Regions from separate parts of the Sus scrofa genome. Here region 2 is linked to region 1. A link is a contact called in public HiChIP or PLAC-seq data. All regions are on one chromosome and are shown on one strand. The core of a region is the stretch at or near the end of the contact, and the rest is flanking DNA. Distances in the headings are between cores, read along the strand shown. Region 1 overlaps FRMD4A (FERM domain-containing protein 4A). Region 2 overlaps PRPF18 (PRP18 pre-mRNA processing factor 18 homolog (S. cerevisiae)).

Evidence for each region. HiChIP or PLAC-seq counts read pairs in DNA pulled down with a chosen protein or histone mark.
Region 2: an H3K27ac HiChIP or PLAC-seq map of alveolar macrophages shows a contact between it and region 1. The contact joins two enhancer-like sites. A contact is called at or near these places in 1 of 47 Hi-C or Micro-C datasets (epiblast stem cells) and 1 of 2 datasets of contacts at active chromatin or transcription factors (alveolar macrophages).

The regions. Positions count from the first base shown.
Region 1 is chr10:47,951,707-47,955,202 of Sscrofa11.1, reverse strand. All of the region lies in intron 12 of FRMD4A (FERM domain-containing protein 4A), which reads right to left. Among named protein-coding and RNA genes, the nearest start is that of PRPF18, 170 kb to the left of the region's middle. Within about 2 kb of position 1,397, at least 11 of the 83 cell types and tissues checked have an H3K27ac peak or open chromatin away from gene starts, as enhancers often do. A contact at or near this core is called in alveolar macrophages, where this site is marked.
Region 2 is chr10:48,095,530-48,099,057 of Sscrofa11.1, reverse strand. All of the region lies in intron 4 of PRPF18 (PRP18 pre-mRNA processing factor 18 homolog (S. cerevisiae)), which reads left to right. Among named protein-coding and RNA genes, the nearest start is that of PRPF18, 25 kb to the left of the region's middle. Within about 2 kb of position 1,652, at least 1 of the 83 cell types and tissues checked has an H3K27ac peak or open chromatin away from gene starts, as enhancers often do. A contact at or near this core is called in alveolar macrophages, where this site is marked.

The DNA of each region.
Region 1 (3,496 bases), core at 148-2,647:
GCAATCAGAAAATCTGGAGTCGCTCTGGTCCCTCCCATTTCAGGACAGGCATCAGCTACCACCCTGGAAGCACCTGAGTGGGTTCTCGCGGGAGGCTAATGAGTGCCGCAGGCCGTGTTCATGGTTTGCTGATGCTGCTGGAGCTGTGGATGCCAGCAGATGCCCCCAGGCCCTCCGAAGGCAAGGGAGCCGGCTCACCCTGCCCCTGCCTCTACTTGAAAGTTGGCTGTCAGCATGGCGGCGCCATGTGACATAGCTGCCGTAACTGGGTCAGAGTGGCAGGGAGAGCCCTGCCTGGGCGAGAGGTGCAGCTGTTGCTACCTAAGGGCCCCCAGGTGCACAGAACTGGATGCCAAAGCCAGTTTCCCGAGCTTGGCCGAGGGGCCCTGGGGGGTGAGCCCTGTTCCTTCTGTGAGGGAGTGGTGCCGCCTGGAGGGCCATCCTTCCCTCAGCGCAGGCCCGGGCTTCAGCCCTGTGCCTTGGGACACCTCAGCTCTCCAGGCGCAGGGGTCCCTGCCAGTCACACCTGCTGCACCCCGCGGACCCTCCCCGAGTCTGAGTCTGGGTGGTGGTGTCCTCAACTCCGGCTGTACAGGGGGCTCGACAGTGAGGCTTTCTAAACGTTCGTTGGCTGGGTCAGGGATAGGGTGGGTGGGCCTGCCGGAGGCTGTGGCATCTCTACATTCTGACGGTGTCATGTGAATTTCCGACGTGTAGCTGAAGACCGGTTTGGGGGTGTTGGTACGTGAACCTGCACTGGTGGTCACGACCACGTGCCCAGGTCTCTTGAGATTCACGGGTTTGGAGCCAGGGAGCCAACCCTGCGCATTTGGACTGACAGGGGCCTTACAGGGAACAGAGATGGCTTTTTTATGACAGTGACAATGCGAGGTGTGAGAAGAAGGAAGAGGCGCCTTGCCTGGTTCTCTCTGCAGCTGGGACCTCCTCACTGTGGCTCTAGTTTTGTCTTTAGGGCCCAGGGAGGGTCTTAGCAGAGGTAGAGACCCCCTGGGCTGATGAAACTTTGGGTTTCTTCCTTGCATGGGCCTTCCGAAACCTGTTCTTAATTTTATATTTGGGCTGTACTTTCATTTCTTTTTCTTTTTTCTTTTTCGGATGCCCCGTGGCATACAAAGTTCCTGGGCCAGGGATCAGATCTGAGGCAGAGCTGTGACCTAAGCTGCAAGTGCAGCAATGCCAGATCCTTAACCCACTGTGCCAAGCTGGGGATTGAACCTGCATCCCAGGGCTCCTGAGATGCTGCCAATCCCATTGTACCACATAGGGAACTCCTGTATGTTGATTTTTTTAAAAGGGCTCCCTGGGTCACACAAGGATCAGGGTGGCTGGCCCTTGTCTGAACCCTCTGTCTCATAGGACATGTCACAACAGGGAAGTGAAATCTGTTCACAGTTCTTGTAATTTTTCCGGTGTGCTGAGTGCCTCCCCCGTCCCTCTCTCTGTCCAGTCTCTGGTTCAGTTATGCCTTGGACCTTTTTTTTTTTGGCCACACCTGCAGCATGTGGAAGTTCCCAGGTCAGGGATTGAACCCTCTCCATAGCAGTAGTGGCCCGAGCCACTACAGTGACAATGCCGGATCCTTAACCAAGTGAGCTACACAGGAACTCCCGGAAATTCCTGATACATCGTGTTCCAACTGAATACCTACTGCCTACTTGCCCCTGTCACCGGGGTGTCATCTGCCTAAAACCCGGCATGTCCTAGTCTGGATTTATCTTCCCTTTTTTTAGATCCCAGGCTTTAGTCGGTCAAGAAGCCCAGGAGTCATTCTAGAATCCACCCCTCACCACCACACACACACACACTGCCACCCTCCCGCCCCTGCCATGCGTCAACCACACCTGCCTTCTAACCAGCTCACCTCCAATCCCCTCCTCCATCCCGGTCACTGACAGCCACCCCAAGCCCCCACCAGCTCCAGCCTATGTTAGTGTAGCAATGTCCCGATTTGTAAGGCTTGTCCTGTATCACCCCACTCACTCCTCCTCCTGCAGCTGCCAGAACCATGCTTCTTTGACTATAAAAGTCTGACATGGCTCCTCCTCTGCTCTGGTGGCTCCCACTGCCTCAAGGATGAAATCCTCTTAGCAAGCTCTCAGGACTGGGGAGCTGGGGCCCCATCTCCCTCTGCAGCTCCTCTCCCGCCGCGTTCCAGCCCCAGGGTGCTGTGTGCAACGCCACCACACCGTGCTGCTCTCCTTCACGGCGCTCTCTGCCCGCCCGAGTGCCCCCCCATCTATCCATCTGCAAAACCCCACGCAGCTCCTCCTTTGCTGCCTGTGAAAACCGTTCTCCTTAAGCCTGGCTGATGACTAATTCCCCACGACCCCTCACACAGACCTCGCTTATCTGTAAGACGCAACCACCATACATCCCTCCCCGATCGCCTGGCGGGTCCCAGGGACCTGATGTGTGTGTCGTATCTATCTCCTCTCTCTTCGGTCTGCTTGGCACGTTGCGGGTATGCAATAAGCATTTTGGAATGAACGAATCCATGAATGAACAGTGACTGGGACTGGTTTGCTTATCCCTCAGTTAGTCATAGACTTGAGAATCTCAGTTACTTCCTGCGAGGCCACAGAAGCAGGCGTGATTTTAAATGAAGCACGCGTTATTTTAAGTAACCCAGTGTGAACAGAGTCGGTATCCTGAATAAATGTGGTGACCTTATAACATTTTTCATCCACTGACCTGTGTAAATTCCAGAAATGAGAGTAAATTCTCGTATTCAAAGGCTGATTATTCACACAATTGGCTTTCTTATTTGGCTTCCTTACTTTTCCTTATTCTGAAGCCTGTTTTAGAGTCGGACAAGAAGAGCTACAATTTCTTGAGAACTTGCGATGTGTCACACCCCGCGTTTTACATACATCACATGTATTAAGTGCTACCTCATTATCTCTAAAGATCTTCATTAGCACCTCAATTAGAGAAAGAGAGTGAGCTTAAACATATTAATAAATTCAACTGAACACACACGAAGAGCTGTTAGTATGTTTTTCAAAAACACACAGAGGGAGAGAAGAATTCTCTGGATTTTTTGGGGGGGTCTTGGATTTTTTGGGGGGTTTTGGCCACATCTGGGGCATGCAGAAGTTCCCCCGCCAGGGATCAAACCCACCCCACAGCAGTAACCAGAGCCACAGCAGTGAGAACGCTGGCTCCTTAACCCACTGCACCACAAAAGAATGCCTCAACCATGGTTTTTTTGTTTGTTTGTTTTTGTCTTTTTAGGGCCTCACCCAAAGCATATGGAAGTTCCCAGGCTACATAGTGAACTGGAGCTGCAGCTGCCGGCTTACACCATAGCCGCAGGTACACAGGAGGCGAGCCATGTCTGCAGCCGACACCATAGCTCTTGGCAACACTAGATCCCCATCCCACTGAGAGAGGCCAGGGATTGAACCTGAGTCCTCATGGATACTACTTGAGTTCATTACCACTGAGCCCCAACAGGAACTCCTCTACCATGGGA
Region 2 (3,528 bases), core at 403-2,902, 140 kb before region 1:
CCTCTGACACAGCAACGCGGGATCTGAGCCACGTCTGCGACCTACACCACAGCTCACGGCAACGTTGGATCCTTAACCCACTGAGCGAGGCCAGAGCTGGAACCCGAAACCTCATGGTTCCTAGTCAGAATCGTTTCTGCTGTGTCACAGTGGGAACTCTGATAACTAAAATTTGAACATAGTCTGAAGCTCTGCATGTTCACTCTCTTCCCTCCACGTTTTATGTTTCTAATACTACAATTTACATCTTTTTTTTTTGTCTTGTGTAGCCCTGAGCTATTATCGTTATTTTTACTGTTTTTCTCTTAATCTTCATACTAGCTTTATAAGTGATTAAATTGCCACCTTTACCAGTGAGATTTGTACATTCGTATGTTTTCTTGTTCTTAATTAGTACCCTTTCTTTTCAGTTTAAAGAAGTTCCTTTAACATTTCTTGTAAGCTTGTTTAGTGGAGATGAACTCCTCTAACTTTTTCTGGAAACTCTTACGTCTCCTTCAATTCTGAATGATAACTTTGCTGGGTAGAGTGTTCTTGGAAGTTTTTTCTTGTAGCATTTAGAATATATCATGCCACTCTCGTCTGTCCTACAAAGGTTCTGCTTAAAAATGTGCTGATAGGAGTTCCCATTGTGGCACAGCAGAAATGAATCCAGCTCGTAACCATGAGGTTGTGGGTTCGATCCTTGGCCTCACTCAGTGGGTTAAGGATCCAGCATTGCTGTGAGCTGTGGTGTAGGTCGAAGACGTGGCTTCGATCCTGCAGTGCTGTGGCTGTGGTGTAGGCCAGCAGCTGTAGCTCCGATTTGACTCCTAGCCTGGGAACCTCCATATGCTCCCTAAAAAGCAAAAAAAAAAAAAAAAAAATCTGCTGATTGTCTCATGGTGTGGGGGGGAATCCCTTGTATGAACGAGTCGTTTTCTCTTCCTGTGCTTTTAAGATTCTCTCTTTGTCTTTAACTTATTTAAAAAATTGAATTATAGTTGATAACTGATTTAAAAAATTACAGTATTGTGTTAAATTCAGGTATGGAGCAGTGATTCACTATGCAGATTATACTCCATTATAGGTTGTTAAAAGATAATGAGTATAATTCTCTGTACTATCTAGTATATCTTGGTTGCTTATCTATTTTAAATATAGTAGTTTGCATCTTTTAATCCCATACCCCTAATTTGTCCATTTCCTCTTTCCTTTCCCCTTTGAAAACAAGTTTGTTTTCTATATCTGTGAGTCTGTTTCCGTTTTGCATATACATTCATCCGTATTATTTTTCAGATGCCACAAATAAGTGATATCATACAGTGTTTGTCTTTCTCTGACTTATTTTACTAAGCATAATGCTCTCCAGGTCCATCCATGTTGTTGAAAATGACAGAATTTTGCTCTTTTTTTTTTATGGCTAGTACCTCTGTGTGTGTGGGTGCACGTGCGCGCACATATGGACACACCACATCATCTTAATCCATTCGTCTTTTAGGCACTCAGGTTGCTTCCATGTCTTAGCTATTGTAAATAGTGCTGTTATGAACACTGGGATGCATGTATCTTTTCAAATGAGTTGTTTTCATTTTTTCCAGATGCATACCCAGGAGTGGAATTGCTGAATCATATGGTAGTTCTGTTTTTAGTTTTTTAAGGAACCACCATACATTTCCACAATGTCTGCACCAGTTTACGTACCACCAACAGTGAATGAAGGTTCCCTTTTCTCCACAGCCTCTTCAATGTTTACCGTTGGTAGACTTTGTCGATAGCCATTCTGACAGGTGTGAAGGGATACCTCATTGTGGCTTTGATTTTTTTGTCTTTTTTTTTTTTTTTTTTTTTTTTTTTTTGCTATTTCTTGGGCCGCTCCCTCGGCATATGGAGGTTCCCAGGCTAGGAGTTGAATCGGAGCTGTAGCCACCGGCTTAGGCCAGAGCCACAGCAATGCTGGATCCGAGCCGCGTCTGCAACCTACACCACAGCTCATGGCAACGCCGGATCGTTAACCCACTGAGCAAGGGCAGGGACTGAACCCGCAACCTCATGGTTCCTAGTCGGATTCGTTAACCACTGCACCATGACGGGAACTCCTGTGGCTTTGATTTTTATTGCTCTAATAATTAGCAGTGTTGAGCATCTTTTCATGTGCCTATGGCCTATTAGCCATTTGTATGTCTACTTTGGAGAAGCATCTATTCAGGTTCTTCTGACCATTTTGGATTGGTACGTAGTTGTTTGAGCTGTTTGGATATTTTGGCTATTAACCCCTTGTCAGTCAGATCATTTGTAAATATTTTCTCCTATTTCTTAGATTGACTTCTTGTTTTGTTGATGGTCTCCTTGCTGTGCAAAAGCTTTTAAGTTTAGGGTGCCTTAATTTATTTTTATTTTTTTTTTACAGAATAAAATACATACATTTACACACAATTACATTCACACAGATTATTATAACATGGATCTTAAGAAACAGATTAAGTGACTCCCACTGGAGAAGTGGAATGGAAAATATGCTGAGACAAATAGGAAATTTATTCTATACTTTATCCCAATTTTATGGCTTTTGTCTTTACTACTTAGTTTTATCTATTACATTTCAGTTTTTCTTTAAAAATTAGCATTATATTAAATTGTTATATTATGCAACTAAAGTTTATAAAGAAGAAAGCCTTATGTACCATTAAATATTTTATATAACATAGTAAAAAGAATAACTTAACTGGTAAGCATAACAAAAATAATACACCCCCTGAAAATAAGTAAAATATAAAATGCATAAGTTGGTTAAAAAACAATGTAATTATATAAATATGTCCTCACAATTTGTTCCATCTCATTGTTTCTTCAATAAAGGCATTACACCATTCTAGGTGATATGATAAACAAGACATTATGGACTTTACATTGTACCATGGAGAGAAATGGTTATTAATAATACAGTTGTGGAACTGTATTATTTAATTGTACAGTGGCATTATTTAATTATAATTATCATAAATTCTTCGATGGAGAGGAAATCAGAATCAGATCTAAGAAGACTTCAGCATTCCGAGAATGATGTCACATGACCCCCTTCATGGTGGATTATGCACTTATTTACTATGAGATATATTTCTTCTCCAGAGATTCCTTGTTTGTGTATCAATTGTAGATTTTTGGTTTGCAGTTATTCTGAAGTTTTGATGTAAGAGTCTATATGTATATGAGATTGTTTTAAGTTGTTGTTCTCTTAATTGCAAGTTCATCTCTGGTGTACTGCATTTGTACCCACCTCTTCTCATGATTTCTGATTTTGGTGGTATAATTGTGCATGGATGATTTCATATCTTTACTGTATATATGCCTTTACTGGTGAGCCTTGTCATTTGTGGAATTTTTGTTTCCTGTTGCTGATCTTTTCTTTCCTGCCTAGAGAAGTTCCTTTAGTATTTGTTGTAAGGCTGGTTTAGTGTTGCTGAATTCTCTCAGCTTTTGCTTATCTGAGGAAGTTTTGATTTCTCCTTCAAATCTGAATGAGAGCCTTGCTGGGTAGAGTATTCTTGG